Linked DNA regions of Gossypium hirsutum: region 1 is linked to region 2. Evidence: chromatin contacts called from public Hi-C data. All regions are on one chromosome and are shown on one strand. The core of a region is the stretch at or near the end of the contact, and the rest is flanking DNA. Distances in the headings are between cores, read along the strand shown. Region 1 holds the start of LOC107946544. Region 2 has its middle 170 kb from the start of LOC121205256.

Region 1 (7,194 bases), core at 2,364-4,863, 470 kb after region 2:
GGGATATTATTAATATTTTATTATTAAGTAAATGTCTATCAAAATTTAGATAAATTTTGATATACTTCAAATTCGAACATTCATTTCATTTATACTTCTTATGTCAATAAAATACGCACTCTTTGCTCTTTATAAATTTATTTTATAACAATTTAATCTTAAAATTGGTTTGAAACCCGATAAATTCTACAATCATCCAATGCATTTGACATTTTAGCTTATTTGCTCATGCCAAGCTGATAAATTCCCACCTACATATTTGAAGGAATCTTCAGATTTATAGAGTAATTAATGAATAGTATAACAATGTGCCATATCGATTTTTTTTTTTTTGATGAAAGTGCCATATCGATTTTAAGTTCGATGAAAATTAATCCTTTCTAAGATAGATTTAGATTACTTAGCAAAGGATAAAAACATCTTTTGCATTGATTATATATAAAACCCCCCATGCAATTTTACAGTAACCAACAAAAAGATGAAACCAAACAGCTAAGGGCACAACCATGAGAGATATATGTATCGAACGAAGTCACCCCTTCAAGCAGAGGCTTTCAAATACTAATTAATTAGCCTACAGATAGAAAACATATTGTACAAAATTTTGGAATGTATATATGACCAAATTTAACAACCTATCGACCTTTGTATTGGCCTTCGGATCTACCATCATACTGCTTAGTGTACACACGGTGCCTTCTCTCTCTTGCATAGATTACCCAGAAGATCAATGACAGCATCACAGCAGCCGATACAATTACTAATCCGATGTAGATCCATTGACTATAACGCCGCAGATCGGGACAATAATCATGACTGATATCTGTGAACGCATCCCGTACAAATGTGCAGTCTTGCAAGTTAACCAAGAACGGACCATAGCGATACAAACCATAACTCACATTCACTGCTGCCGACATCTGAGTGTAAAATTGAGGGGTCAAACGCCCAGGTGTAGAACAAATCCCAGAGCCCGAAACATCACATATATACTTCTTCCAAACCTGTTTGAAACAGATATCAAGTTATTAACTAATTGTGTGTTCTGTTCATAGGGTGCATGTTACGTATGTATGGCCAAGAAATTAAAACTTAATATATTTAGAAAAGCTATCCTTATTACCTCTGTGGCATTATGCAAAGTAACTTCACCAAATGCACAGTCTCTGTTTGTGAGATTCGAATGAAATGGATTGCAGAGAACCGGCACCAATGGACCAGATTGATTAAAATATAATGGTGCTAATGCTGGCGGGAAATTTCGGTTGAAAACATTATTGATGACACCATTCACGACATTTACAAGTTGATGAGTGACATTCTTGGATCGTGACAAGGTCTCTTGGGCTGTTGCATTGTCCACACAGGGAAGAATGTCATCCAATGCGGTATGAGCAGTGGGATTCTGGACCCATTGATCCATGGCAACACATGCATCTCCAGCAACACTGAATCACAGGATACAATTTTAAGCCAAGTGTAATAACAGTCTCGAGCTCATATCATCTTAAGTTTATCATCAATAACATGTTTGTAAACCATTATATGGCCGAAAGTTGAAAAACAGATTTGAACAATAAACAAGCATGGAACAAGAGAAATTGAGCAGAACATACTTGTGAAGGAGGTGAAATACTCCGCATAAAATAAATGTACCAGTAACAAGAATCCAGCCAAGGATGACTAGCCTGCATTCATTAATCATAAAAGTGATTGATAAAGGAAGTTCGGTTTAGTAACATATGGACCTTCCCGAGTTATACCATTAATTACAGCGGCAAATACATTAATTATACTCCACTTACGTGTAAACCAGGCACTGCAATCCAAGAATGGAGAATACTGCAGCCAGTTACCAAAATAAAAGTATAAAGTTAGATGATATTGAGATAATCTAATTACTAAGAATCATGGAGCAATGATCAGAAAAATAATATAACTTACAGAATCCGAGAAATGCCAAAAAGAGCATCACAGCAGCAAGAATGATGAGAGCCAATCTCCTGCAGAATTTAGCATGAGATGAGTTCCATGATCAGCTCTGAGATTATTCTAATTTCATCCTAAAAGCTTCAACTTACATTCTGTCTAAGCCATGTTGAATTTTCTCTTTATTATCAGCCGTTTGATGTGAAAGAGTTGAAGCCGAAGAGTTTATCTTCCTATCGATATCATCAATGCCTTTTTGGACATCTGACGGCAAAATAGCTGAATCCACGCTAATTTTCTTAGCTGCAGAAAGATAATCTGACACATTCCTGAGGTTTTCAGCAGTGAGATCTGCCTTACTAACCGCATAATCCAGTGTGTCTGTTGTACAGCCATGAAATTTTCCCTGACCAGTGTACAGCACAACACACCCGGCACTGTAATATGAAGTTATATATGGAGTGAGCAATTTTACGGTTATTCAAAACATACATATCTCAAAAGTTTAGCACGAAAAGAGTGTCGGTACATTGCAGCAATGGTGAAGAGTATGAGGAAAATAAGGGATAGCGCATAAGCTGTCCGAGAGTAGCCATAAGAATTTAGTTGACAGCAGCAATGACGGATGCATATGATGAACAAGCATAGTGCGAATATCACAAACCAGACTGCAGCAATGACAAAGAAAGGAGCCGCCGTAAAACCCACAGACTGCATTATCAGACATGAAAACTTTATAAGTTTTCTAAGTACCAGCGACTGGCAAGATAATTTGATTCATTGAGATTGACATAACAGAAAAAAGAAAACAGAACCGAATCGATGATCAGGGAAGAACCTAAGGGAAAAACAGGATTACGGAGAATAAAGTGTTCTTAATAAGCATCAAAACCAATCACAAACACATAAAGGTATGAAATTTCTAGGAAAAATCATACGAATATCAAATAAAACTGTGGAAATTAAAGGACTACATACACCAAACACAATCAAACCAGCCAACAACATATAAAATTCATGATTCCAGGCTGCATGCATCAATTTATCAAAAAAAAGTGAACAAGGGAAGAAACTGACAGCCCAGTAGTGTTCATTGCTGATATTCCAGCCACCAGTGTACTTGTGAAAATCATTAAGAGGGTCTCTCCTGTAAGTCCTTTTTTCAGCCAAAATCAAAGACGAGTTGTTGTCTCCTTCACTTCCCTCTACAAGGTTCCTCCTTTCTATCTTCCTCCATGCTAACACTTCACTCTGCTCTCTCTCCCCAAACACAAAACTTTTACAATACCCTATAAAAAAATGATTTCAATAAAAAAAACCCAGAAATAAAAACCAAAACTTTCATTGAAATAATAAAAATCAGTACCTGAAATATTCAAAGTCTGGACATTTAAAGCTTGAGAACCTATTTCACGTCCAAAAAGAAACAAAGAAAAAAATAAAAGAAAAAACAATGCATAAGGGTTTGATCTGAAACATAACATTATGTATTTTTATTTTTATTTTTCCTTTCTGTGTTTCTTTGGGGGTTCAATATTCTTAAGAATGTTTTTGAATGTTTATGAGAGAGAGAGAGAGAGGGGGGGAAGATAAAAGAGAGTTAATTGCAATATTAAGAGGTTGATGCAATCTATTACATGAAGAAGCTAACCTTACGGTGAGGGAAAAAAATATGATTTATTTATGTTTTATATAACTTGGTAGGTCCCTTTATATATTGTCTGTATCTTTTTATTTTTACCGAAATACCCTTCTAATTAAACTTGAAGGTGAAGCTGTGAAGCCTGAAGTTGCTTTTTCATATTAATTTTCCTTTTATTATAAGTTAATTAAAGGATGCTTTTTGCTGAGTCAGTTGTTTTGCTTTGCTTTTGGGCATTATTTTTATTCTTGAGCAAGTTATCCTATTTTACTCCAAAATAATTAATATATTTGTGCTTTCAAAATATTTGTTGGGATGATTTAGTTAAGGGAATTACTTACTTAAGTTTTATTTTGATGAATAATAATAATAAAAATAATTTATGGGTCATCTCGCTACCATACCTTCTAATTCCTATGTTGGTAAATTTCTTTAATATCACTCCTTTGCCCTTTTAACAAAATAAAGAATGTAAAACCTTTTATTGAATGAACAGAGAATGTTTCTCTTTTTGAAAAATAGACTCTGCACAATCAAAGTTAATAAAAAGGCATTTTAAGTTTTTGACTTTTTTGCAATAATCTTGTGACATTTTTCAAATTTATTAAAATTTACCCAACCTAACTACCCATCAATGCCCTACCCATTATAACATTACACATCACCAACAAATATTTACTTGTTTACCTCTTTATAACCAAAGGATTAGTCATTATTTTACCTAATTAGTTGTTTATTTCTTTAAAACATATTTGTAGCAAAAGAAAAGCATGTGCTGATTAAATTTGTTAAACCTTGATTTAAACCACCACAGGGTGTACTCCATTATATATTATGCTTAAGAGACTCCACCTCATGCCCGTTAAAATATTATTAAGAGATTCTTATTTTTGTACAAAAGCCAAAACCAACAAACAAGAAAAGGCCACAGAGATACCAAAACCTTTGCCATTTCTATTTTACTCGTTCTCAATCCTATATGATTTTTTATAAATTAAAAATAAAGAATACATAATATATAAATTAATATTTAAAATAAATATTTTTATAAATAAAAAAATTGGAAATAATATATTAGTAATATTAAATTAAAATTTAAAAAATAAAACAACATACATTTATTATAATAATTATTGATCATAAGTACAAAAGATATTTACATTAATTTGATTAGAGATGAAATATATTTACATTAAACTAATAAACATTAAAAAGTTTATTGAGATCTTATATGGTAAATCCTTTTTACATTTTTTAAAATAAAAAGAAAATATAAAAAAGTACTTGTTTCGCACATAATAAATAATTTATAAAAAAAGTTAATTAAAGTTATCTTACATATCTATCTCATGCTCTTCAGTGTCATTGTTGTTCGAATATTTAATTTTGAGATATTGGTGCTAGTAATGGATGTTATTTATGGATGCAAATTCAAATTCAAATTCAAAAATATATATATATAACTCTAAAACTAAATAATTAATAATTATAAAGGCAAAATCAATTTGTCTATTATATATTTAAACTCTTATTTAAGTTATAACTTTATTTTATTATGTTAATAAATATGGAAATAAAAAAAGTTTACTTATAAAAAATTAGAAATAATTTTGAATTTTAAAATAATATTTTAACCATTATTATTAATTATTTTTATCTTATTGATAATAAATATGTTTAAATTTTTATTTAAGTTATAACTCGTTTTTAAATTTAATAAATTTATCATAATTTACTTTTAAATAGAATTATAATTAATAATTTTAAATTAAATTATGGATATTTTTAAATATAAATTTAATAGTATGATAAAAAAATAAATGATATTCTCATCAAGTCAAATATAAGTTATATTATATTATATTATTATAAATTATTCCATTCTCCATATGGACCACCATAGATTTTTGGGGCACATGGCTTTTAAACGAAGCGTGTTTAGCTGTCTCAAACGAATATTTATTATTTTAATGCTGGTCATAACAATTAATTAAATTTGATTATTAATCATAGATTTTTTAAAAAAAAAGAAAATAAAGAATATTACTTTAATCGAGGCCATTATATTTATTTCATAAAAGGAATATTGCTTTAATATGATAAATTTAATTTTTAATGTTTATATCTTTTGTTAATTTTATTTTTATTATTTTTAATTAAATTTAGCTTCAATTTTTAAAAAAAAGTTGTTTAATGAAAATATTTACTAAAATATTAAATTTTTAAATATATTGATAAAATGTATAATTTATATATTTTTTAAATAATTTTATAATTTTATAATTATTTATTAGCATAATATATAAAACAAACAATATCATATTAGTAGTACACATAAATTATCATGTAAATTGTCATCATGTAAATTGTCATGTCAAAATTATTTAGAATTTAATATTGTAAACAATATTTTTATTTAAAATAACAGTAAAATTTAAATTAATAAATATTAAAAGATAAATTAATTATTTTGATTAATCAATTTCACTGTACAAACGTTACTTTCTATGTTATTTTGGAAGTAATCAAACATTCAGAAATGTGTATAGCCTCTCCATTTCCCACATATTCTTTGATATATATATTTTTGGCTCGGTTTTATTTTTATATTGACTAGAATTTGAAGTTGGGAATATTGATGTGAGAGCTGACATGATCGGTTTTACACTTGTAGCTTCATCCTTGGAGAATTGTGTTCACATCTTCAAAAGGAAAAGAAATCTAGTTTTTGTGGACACCTCACTCTCTCACCATATAATAAAAGATGAAGGTTTAGCAAGAGACAACATAATGTTAAGAGTGAACCATTTTTTTCTTTTTGCATAAAATTTGATGTTGAATCCACTTTTTGTTTTTAAAGTGGCAATTGAATTAAGATGTGCATAATGGCTATCCTTTTAGTCAAAATATCATAATCCCTTTAAGGAAATTACGATTTATAATCCATCTCATTTTTCATCTTTATTTTAGTATCTCAAGAATCGGTAAATACAAAGCTTTGAAATAAATTTAAAATAACATGAGAAGTTAATATAATTTATTTGTGACCAGTAATGATTGTCGAATGTCATTCTCTAAAAAATTCCTTTTATATTTAGGGGTTCCTCAAAGATAATCAATTGGTCCATCATACCATCATCTGTTTTAACGATGCAATCTGCTACTCTGTTGGCATCTCTCTGAATATTTAAATTTAACTTTCCAATGTTTCAAACACTATTTGTGAATGCATCTAATTTTACTTACATTACTCACCTTAAAGATATGTATCCATTTTGTAGATTTTATAGAGTTTTTAATATATTTGGTTTGAAATATTGTGGGGTTTCGAAATAAATAATAAACATCATATTTGTGCAATGCCACAATGTCCTTCATTCACCTAAGCATTGTCTTTCTCATAACGCCATATTGTATGTGTGGGCATGCCATGATTGGTAATTAATTCATATGTCATACCCTAAAATTAAGTAAAAGAATCAGGTAAAATGTAGCTTACCGAGTTGCAATTTCAGTCAATGGAATTGCAAAATTCAGCCTATTTTTAAAAGAAAAGAAAAAGGGAATCTTAATAGCAATTGTCAATTGTAAACCAATTGATTACCAACCACCAGATTGAAAAT
Region 2 (6,924 bases), core at 3,210-5,709:
TTAATCTATCAAATCAACTAATTTTTCTCAATTAATAATTTATACAAATATTCTAGGCTATCATACAACCCTTAATACCAAACCTTAACATTTTAACCTTTTCACAATTTGATCCTAAAATCAATATTTAACAAAATCACTTTATATAGTCATCATACAACAAAATTAAAGCTTTAAATCCACTTGATATAAATTAATAATTTCTTTCAATATATTAATTTAGACAATAAAACAATTCATTTCATGCAATTTGGTCATTTTTGACATTTTTAACAAATTTTCCCTAAAATTTTACTTTTAATCAATTTAGTCCATAAGCCTAAAACATGCAAATTAACCATTTTTAATGTAAACTTATACTAGCTGAATATTCATGGCATTCAATACAGCCCATTTTTATGCTTTTCTATCACTACTAAACTTAAAAATAACATAAAACCTTAACATTCATACCTTATTCTCTTGAAACCAAACTTTAACTTAACTTTCTGTCTCCTCCGGCTTCTATTTCTTGAATCTAACTTGATATTCTAGCTCCCCATAGTCTCCTTATTATCTTTCTCTCTTGATGGCTATAGAAATTATTTTGATTTCTAAGTGAAAATGGTGAATTTTTGGTAAAATGACCAAATTGTAAAGAAAAGAAAATTTTCTTTCTTTCTTCTTCTTCTCACATTGAGATCATGGAAAGATGAAGAGAATTCATCATCTTTCTTTCCTTATATACTAAATAAATAATAATAAAATATAATTCAAAGTCAAATCAAAATATTAATAAACTAATATTTATTTATTTATTTAATCTAAACTATTACCAACATCATCATTACTCTTCAAAATTATCTTCCTTACTAATGATCATTTTGCTCCTTATGATTCTTCAAAATTCCTCCATTGACTCATCATTCATTTTAGTAAAATTGTGATTTAACCCCTCATACTTTTTCCATTTATTCAATTTGGTCCTAATTCATCCATTTTCCTTAGTTTAAAGATTATTCCACCCTTAAAATATTTGCACTATTGGTCCTTTAACTTTTTATATTTACATTTTAACCCCTCAAATTTTGAGTATTTACTTTTAAGCCACAAAATTTTTCTCACTTTTGCGATTTAGTCCTTTCTTGAATTAATACATCAGAATATACTTCCGAAATAAATTTTGTTGACATAACTCAAAATTCCCCTTTTTTTCACTTTATTTCTTATTTTATAATATCAATGACAATATTTCGCTTTCTTACTGTAGCAATTTTCGGGGTATTACAAGCTAAATTTATATCGGCAGATGAGATGAAGCATATCCCAATAATTAAGAGATTTACAAGATTTACATAATCAAATCAAATCTAATCTTATCAGATATGCCTTAATCTTATAAGATTAGTTTTCCTATTTACCAAGGTAGCCTAATTTTCCATATATGCTTCATTGGGCCACCTAGGCTTCAAATAGATAGGCTTCTCCATCAGTTCTTTGAATCGGGTTAGTTTTCGTTAGTCAAATAATCTTCATCTAACCAATAGACCTCAAGGGATGCATTTTATACAATGGTCATGGGCTTTGAACTGCGACTTGTGACACAAACTTGTTGAAAGAACATCTTTTCTAAATTACCCTTTCCTTCCATTCTTATGTGCTAATTTGATGAATGAAACTCTTACAAAGTTGTTGTATAATGTAAGCTAAACGATAAGAAATTCGCTTTATTATATTAAAAGTAATAAGTTTTACACTATTTTTTAATCATTAATCAAAATAAATATTTGGAAATGAAATTAATCAAAAGCGAAGAAGCTTGAATAAGAAAATTGTGGTTCAATTCAATTTTGTTAAATCAATCTCCTCTTGGCAGCCTATCTTATTTTGTAACACTTTGGAACTTAACTACCCTATAATATATTGTCAGGAAGTTTAAGGAATGATTTATAGTTTCATACTCTAAATTAACTAGACTTCAACCTTTAATCATAGATGCCCTAACAATTAAAAATATGTTCTTTAAAATTTGTAGAGAATAAAGCCTTTACTTAATAGTAAAATTGAGGTCGCATGTTTGAGTTACAATCATGTAAATTATATCTGAATTAATTTGAGTTGAGCTATTTATTGAATCTAGTACTTATGATTATTTATTTTGATAATAATTGCATATGTATTTGTTTAATTACTTTTTAGAATGTCTATTTCTAGTCATAGACCCAAATCCTTAAATTAGAGAAAAACACGTTTAAATACGCTTGAACCAATTTTGTTCTTATTGTTGTAAAAGTTGTGATACCAATTGGACTAAGTCTCAAGTCATTGTATTTTTTAGTTATATTATCTTTTCTTGTCATATTTATGTATGTTAAAAGTTCCATATATTTTACGAATAAAAAAGTAAGTGTCATATATGCACGGACGGATTTAGGGGTTGGTGGGTTGGTAGGGGCGTTGGCCCTCCTGAAAAGAAAATTTTCTTTTTTTAACTTTTTTATAATTTATAAAATTCTAAAAAAGAAAAGATAAAGTTGCACTTTACCCCCAAAATGATAATTTTTTATTTAATCTTTTAAAAAATATAAAGATATAAACTATTAAAATGATAAAATTATACTTTTGCTATCATAAAAATATACAACTTAATCTAGTAAAAAAAGTTTGACTTCGTTCTATATTTATAATTATTATGTAATTATGATATATTTGTAAAGTTATACTCTCAAGACTGCATTGATGTAATTTTGTGCTTTTTCAAAAATAAAAACATTTTAGTGTGTCAATTAATTAAATATGAAATATTTATTTTTACCTTCTTCTTATCTTTAAATAAGAACATAAAAGGATCTTGAGCACACTTGAACTTACGTCCTTTTGCATTAGTAATAATGTAAACGCCAACCAAGCTAAAACTCAATTGACATCTAACTATATTATTATTAAGTCTTAAGTTAGTGTTACAAGTTAATCGGACTCAACTAATTAGAAAAAAGTCTACAAATCAATCTTTTAAAAAAATAACAAATATTACTATGAAGTGTTTTTCATGGTTGTTTAAATCAAATTGGACTTGCCAGTGAGGCTGGTTGGATTGAGAACCGATTGAAATACTGGCTTAGGAAAAGGCATAAGATTGATTAACTTGAAAATTGGTACGGAACATTTGAACTAATTTTTATTTATTTATTTTGATAATTTTTAATGATTTATTTAATCAAATGGACGTACCAGTTGAATTAGTAGGACTGATCAGTTCAACCACTAATTTAATTATCTAAACTTTGATTTTTTTCAATTTTATTAAAATATAATTTTTAAATTCATAATAAATCTAAAAAAAGATTTAAGACACCAAATCCCAAAGCTTTAAACTAAAATTTGATTGTTTTTACATAATTCTTTTGGGTAAGTGACATAAACTATAAAAATGATTTGGTTTTGTATCCCCAGAAGACATTGCAAATTTAAGAGTTAGGACCCAAAAGAGCTGAACAAAATATGAACTGAAAAAGCGATTAATTGGCTATATTTTAAATGTTAATTAAGGATAAACAACAGTACAACAATTATTGTACCAAATATAATTCATGAGAAGGCGAGTTGATCTTTGCTCAAACACTCAAAATTCTAATATACGCAATCAGCTTAGCCGCCGAAGATCAAATTGCAATCCCAATAAGAAATATACAAACTAAGAGAAGCATAACAAGACAAGCAATTAATGCAATATCATCTTCTTCGTTTTGCAATTATAACCAAATACAACTACTCAATGAAATGATATTCCATAAATTTATTTCCAACTTCAACAAATACAAATTCTACATTTATTTTTTCATAGTGCAATTAAAAAGAAAAATCATTTTGCAGGTTTCAACATCATCTGAGCTGACCAACTCCACTTCATCTAATAATTAACGCATTATATAGGATAAGAAGATTATTAATATTAAAGAAAATACTATAGATAAATAGATAGATATCTTAAAAATCCAATTTCTCCACAAAGAGACAATATATAGTTGAATTCCTTGCCAACTCATAGTCTACACATTTTTTTGTTTTGTAAGAACATAGAACTAGGACCTATATAGCAAACAAAAGAGAAAAACTTGCATTAATCCATCCTTATCCTATCGAGAAAGAAAAAGGACCAAACAATTATCATCAAACATCCCACGTGGTTGGTTCATGGACATGGGGCATGTCATTTGTCATGACCTTCTAAATAATAATGGCAAATAAGGAAAGTGCATCAAAGTTTTTCACTGACATGAGAGAGCCCACCTTGGAACTATGAAACTACAGTTACAAATGTTAGCATATCTGATTTACATTTGTATAAAACAAAAGCACCATTTATTGAGTCAAGATATAACTAGGATATCTGATGATGATATGATGACTAGATTTCCCACCGTTTACATCACAGGGAAATTTGATCTCTTTTCGACTTTGGGTGAGAATCTGACAGGTAATAAGATAATGATATCCCAGGGATGTAAAAGTTGATATGATAACTAATACAGGTCCCATATGCTTCTCACAGCTATAAAACAATTTATCTTTACAGTTTTGTGGATTCAAGTGGGGATGTGGGTTGCCCCTCCTTTCCCCTTTCGCGATTTCAAAATTAAAGCAGTTTTCTGGACCTGTGTCCACCCATCTCGTGTAATCTGGGTGCCACCAAAATAAGAGAAAACCAAGGCGGTTTCCTTTTTTTTTCCATTCTTTACATTGTTTTTTAAATTAGTGGAGGTAGAATTCTGATTTTGTTAATTTAATCGATTTAATTAAAAAATTATTAAAAATTAAAAATTCGATTCAAGAGTTGATTCAATTAATTTTTAATTTATTTAATTGATTTTTTAATTAGTTTGTATGAATTCTCAACAAGGGCAAAATTATAAAAAAAATTTAGGAGGAGCAAAATTAAATTGTATATTTTTATAATAATAAAAATATAATTTAATCATTTTAATATTTATATCTTTATAATTTTAGGGGGTCAAAATATAAATTTACTTTATTAATTTAAATTTTTATAAATTTTAAAGGATCTAAATGAAAATTTTTCTATTTTAAGAGGGCGGGGCCTTGCAACCCTTAGCTACGGCCCTAATTCTTGATGTAACTGATTTAAAACTACTCTCTAAATTGATATCTTGATTTAATCTATCCGACCAATCAATCTAAACTAACTCAAACAATACTGATTTTGTAATGTTATTCATCATTTTCCTTTTTTTTTTCTTTTCTTAATTATTGCTTTCTTAAAATAATACAAAAACAAAAAAGTTATCAAAGTAGTAGATTTTGCAGTTTTTTACCAAAATGTAATGAAAGAAGTAATATTTCTAGAATCTGACTGAATCGCCAACTTTAAAGGGTATCTCAACTCAGTTTTTTAGTTTCCTGTCACATTGATCATGGGTCGAGGAAGGGGCAGGAGGGACACGACCTTGCTACGTGCTCAAGGATTATTTTACTATCTTAATGAGACAAAATTACCTGTTAGCAAAAAAAAAAAAAAAGTGCAAATCCCCTCCACAAATGATAATCACTTATTCAGTGTCAGAATGAAGAAACATAGTTCCATTTACTACTTTTTGATGAATAATTAAGAAAACATAATATTTTGATATATTTTATATTATTAATAAAAAAATCTACTTATTGCTACTAATTATTTAAAAATAAAGTAAACTACTTCGTTCATCACTCTAAAATAGAATTATTTTTATTTAGATCACTTTAAATTTATTTATTATCTTAATAATCGTGGTTAATGAATTTGCTCAAAATTATCACTACTTCATTTTCTCCTTAACGGAAAATTGACTGTACTCCACATCAAATAGCATCCACATAAATTCCATGCAATTAAAGAACATTAATAACTTGAAATTTCTGTTTATGATTTTCTTATTATATTAAGGTTATTTAAGGACAAAAAGTGTTTGAACCCCAAACAAATATCTTGCTCGTTACTACAATTTTTTTTTTTGGGGGGGGGGGAAGGGGGCTTTCTTACTATCGTAAAGCCTATAGACCAAAGAAAAAGGGAAAGAATGGAGGAAGCTAATGTCATCCCTGCCTATTATTGTGGATTTCCAGGAGCATTAAGGACTTCGTGGTTTAATGATAATTCGGATATAAGGTTCTTTGGGTGCAAAAATTATGGTGTTCGGAGATGTTGTTTCTTCAGCTGGTTTGATTCTCCGATGAGTCTGCCCTCAAGAGTTGTTATAGTTGGTTTGTTAAGGAAAATCAAGACATTAGATAGGGAAAGAAGGAAAGAATGGATTATATGGATTGTTAGTTTGGTTTGTTGTATGTTTTGTGTTTGGATAAAGAAGTGAAGCACTAAGATGATATGCGGGACTTAGATTTGTATTTTGGTTGGTTATGGGTATGAAAGTTAATGGATAATGGGATAATGGTAGTCTTAGAAGCATGGACACGACTCATCCCTCTTCATACCAGTGTCGTACATGTGTTCGACATAGACACTCATCGAACATGTCCAGATACATACAGGACATGTCGGAATATGTAAAAGGAAAAAAAAGAGAAACACAGGTGTCTAAAAGCGGACATGTGACAAACGCAGAAACAGTTGATGGTGGTTGACAGACGGTGGTTAAAATTTTGGCTTTCAAAAGTAGCAGATGAAGAGTTAGCGGCGAGAAGAAGATGATGTAAAGAACAAATGTGAAATTTAGGATTTCCTATTAATGAAACGTTGAGTTTTACTATCAGTCTATTAATTAAACGTTGAGTTTTACTATCAGCCTATGTAAACGTCGGAAAGACTTAAAAGTTAAAATATTAAATAGTCAATTAAAATAGTAAAATAAAAACTAAAAAAAATTAGCTTATTTGAGAAGCTTTTGGGCTTTCTACTTGCTTTGTTGCTTCTAGCGTTTTCATTGTTCACAT

Evidence for each region. Hi-C and Micro-C count contacts between places; a contact is called where the count stands out from the background.
Region 1: a Hi-C map of leaf shows a contact between it and region 2, with 2.4 times the contacts expected there. The contact joins the promoter of LOC107946544 here to the enhancer-like site in region 2. A contact is called at or near these places in 9 of 34 Hi-C or Micro-C datasets (callus, hypocotyl, leaf and 1 more).

Annotation. Positions count from the first base shown.
Region 1 is chrA08:40,783,644-40,790,837 of Gossypium_hirsutum_v2.1, forward strand. LOC107946544 reads right to left here and starts at 3,614. Exons shown (of 9, transcript XM_016880933.2): 1 at 3,296-3,614; 2 at 3,007-3,218; 3 at 2,459-2,640; 4 at 2,082-2,366; 5 at 1,945-2,003; 6 at 1,806-1,842; 7 at 1,617-1,688; 8 at 1,124-1,448; 9 at 397-1,004. The coding sequence starts at 3,413. The coding sequence ends at 636.
Region 2 is chrA08:40,310,757-40,317,680 of Gossypium_hirsutum_v2.1, forward strand. No RefSeq gene overlaps it. Among protein-coding and RNA genes, the nearest start is that of LOC121205256, 170 kb to the right of the region's middle. Within about 2 kb of position 4,460, at least 5 of the 9 cell types and tissues checked have an H3K27ac peak or open chromatin away from gene starts, as enhancers often do. A contact at or near this core is called in hypocotyl and leaf, where this site is marked.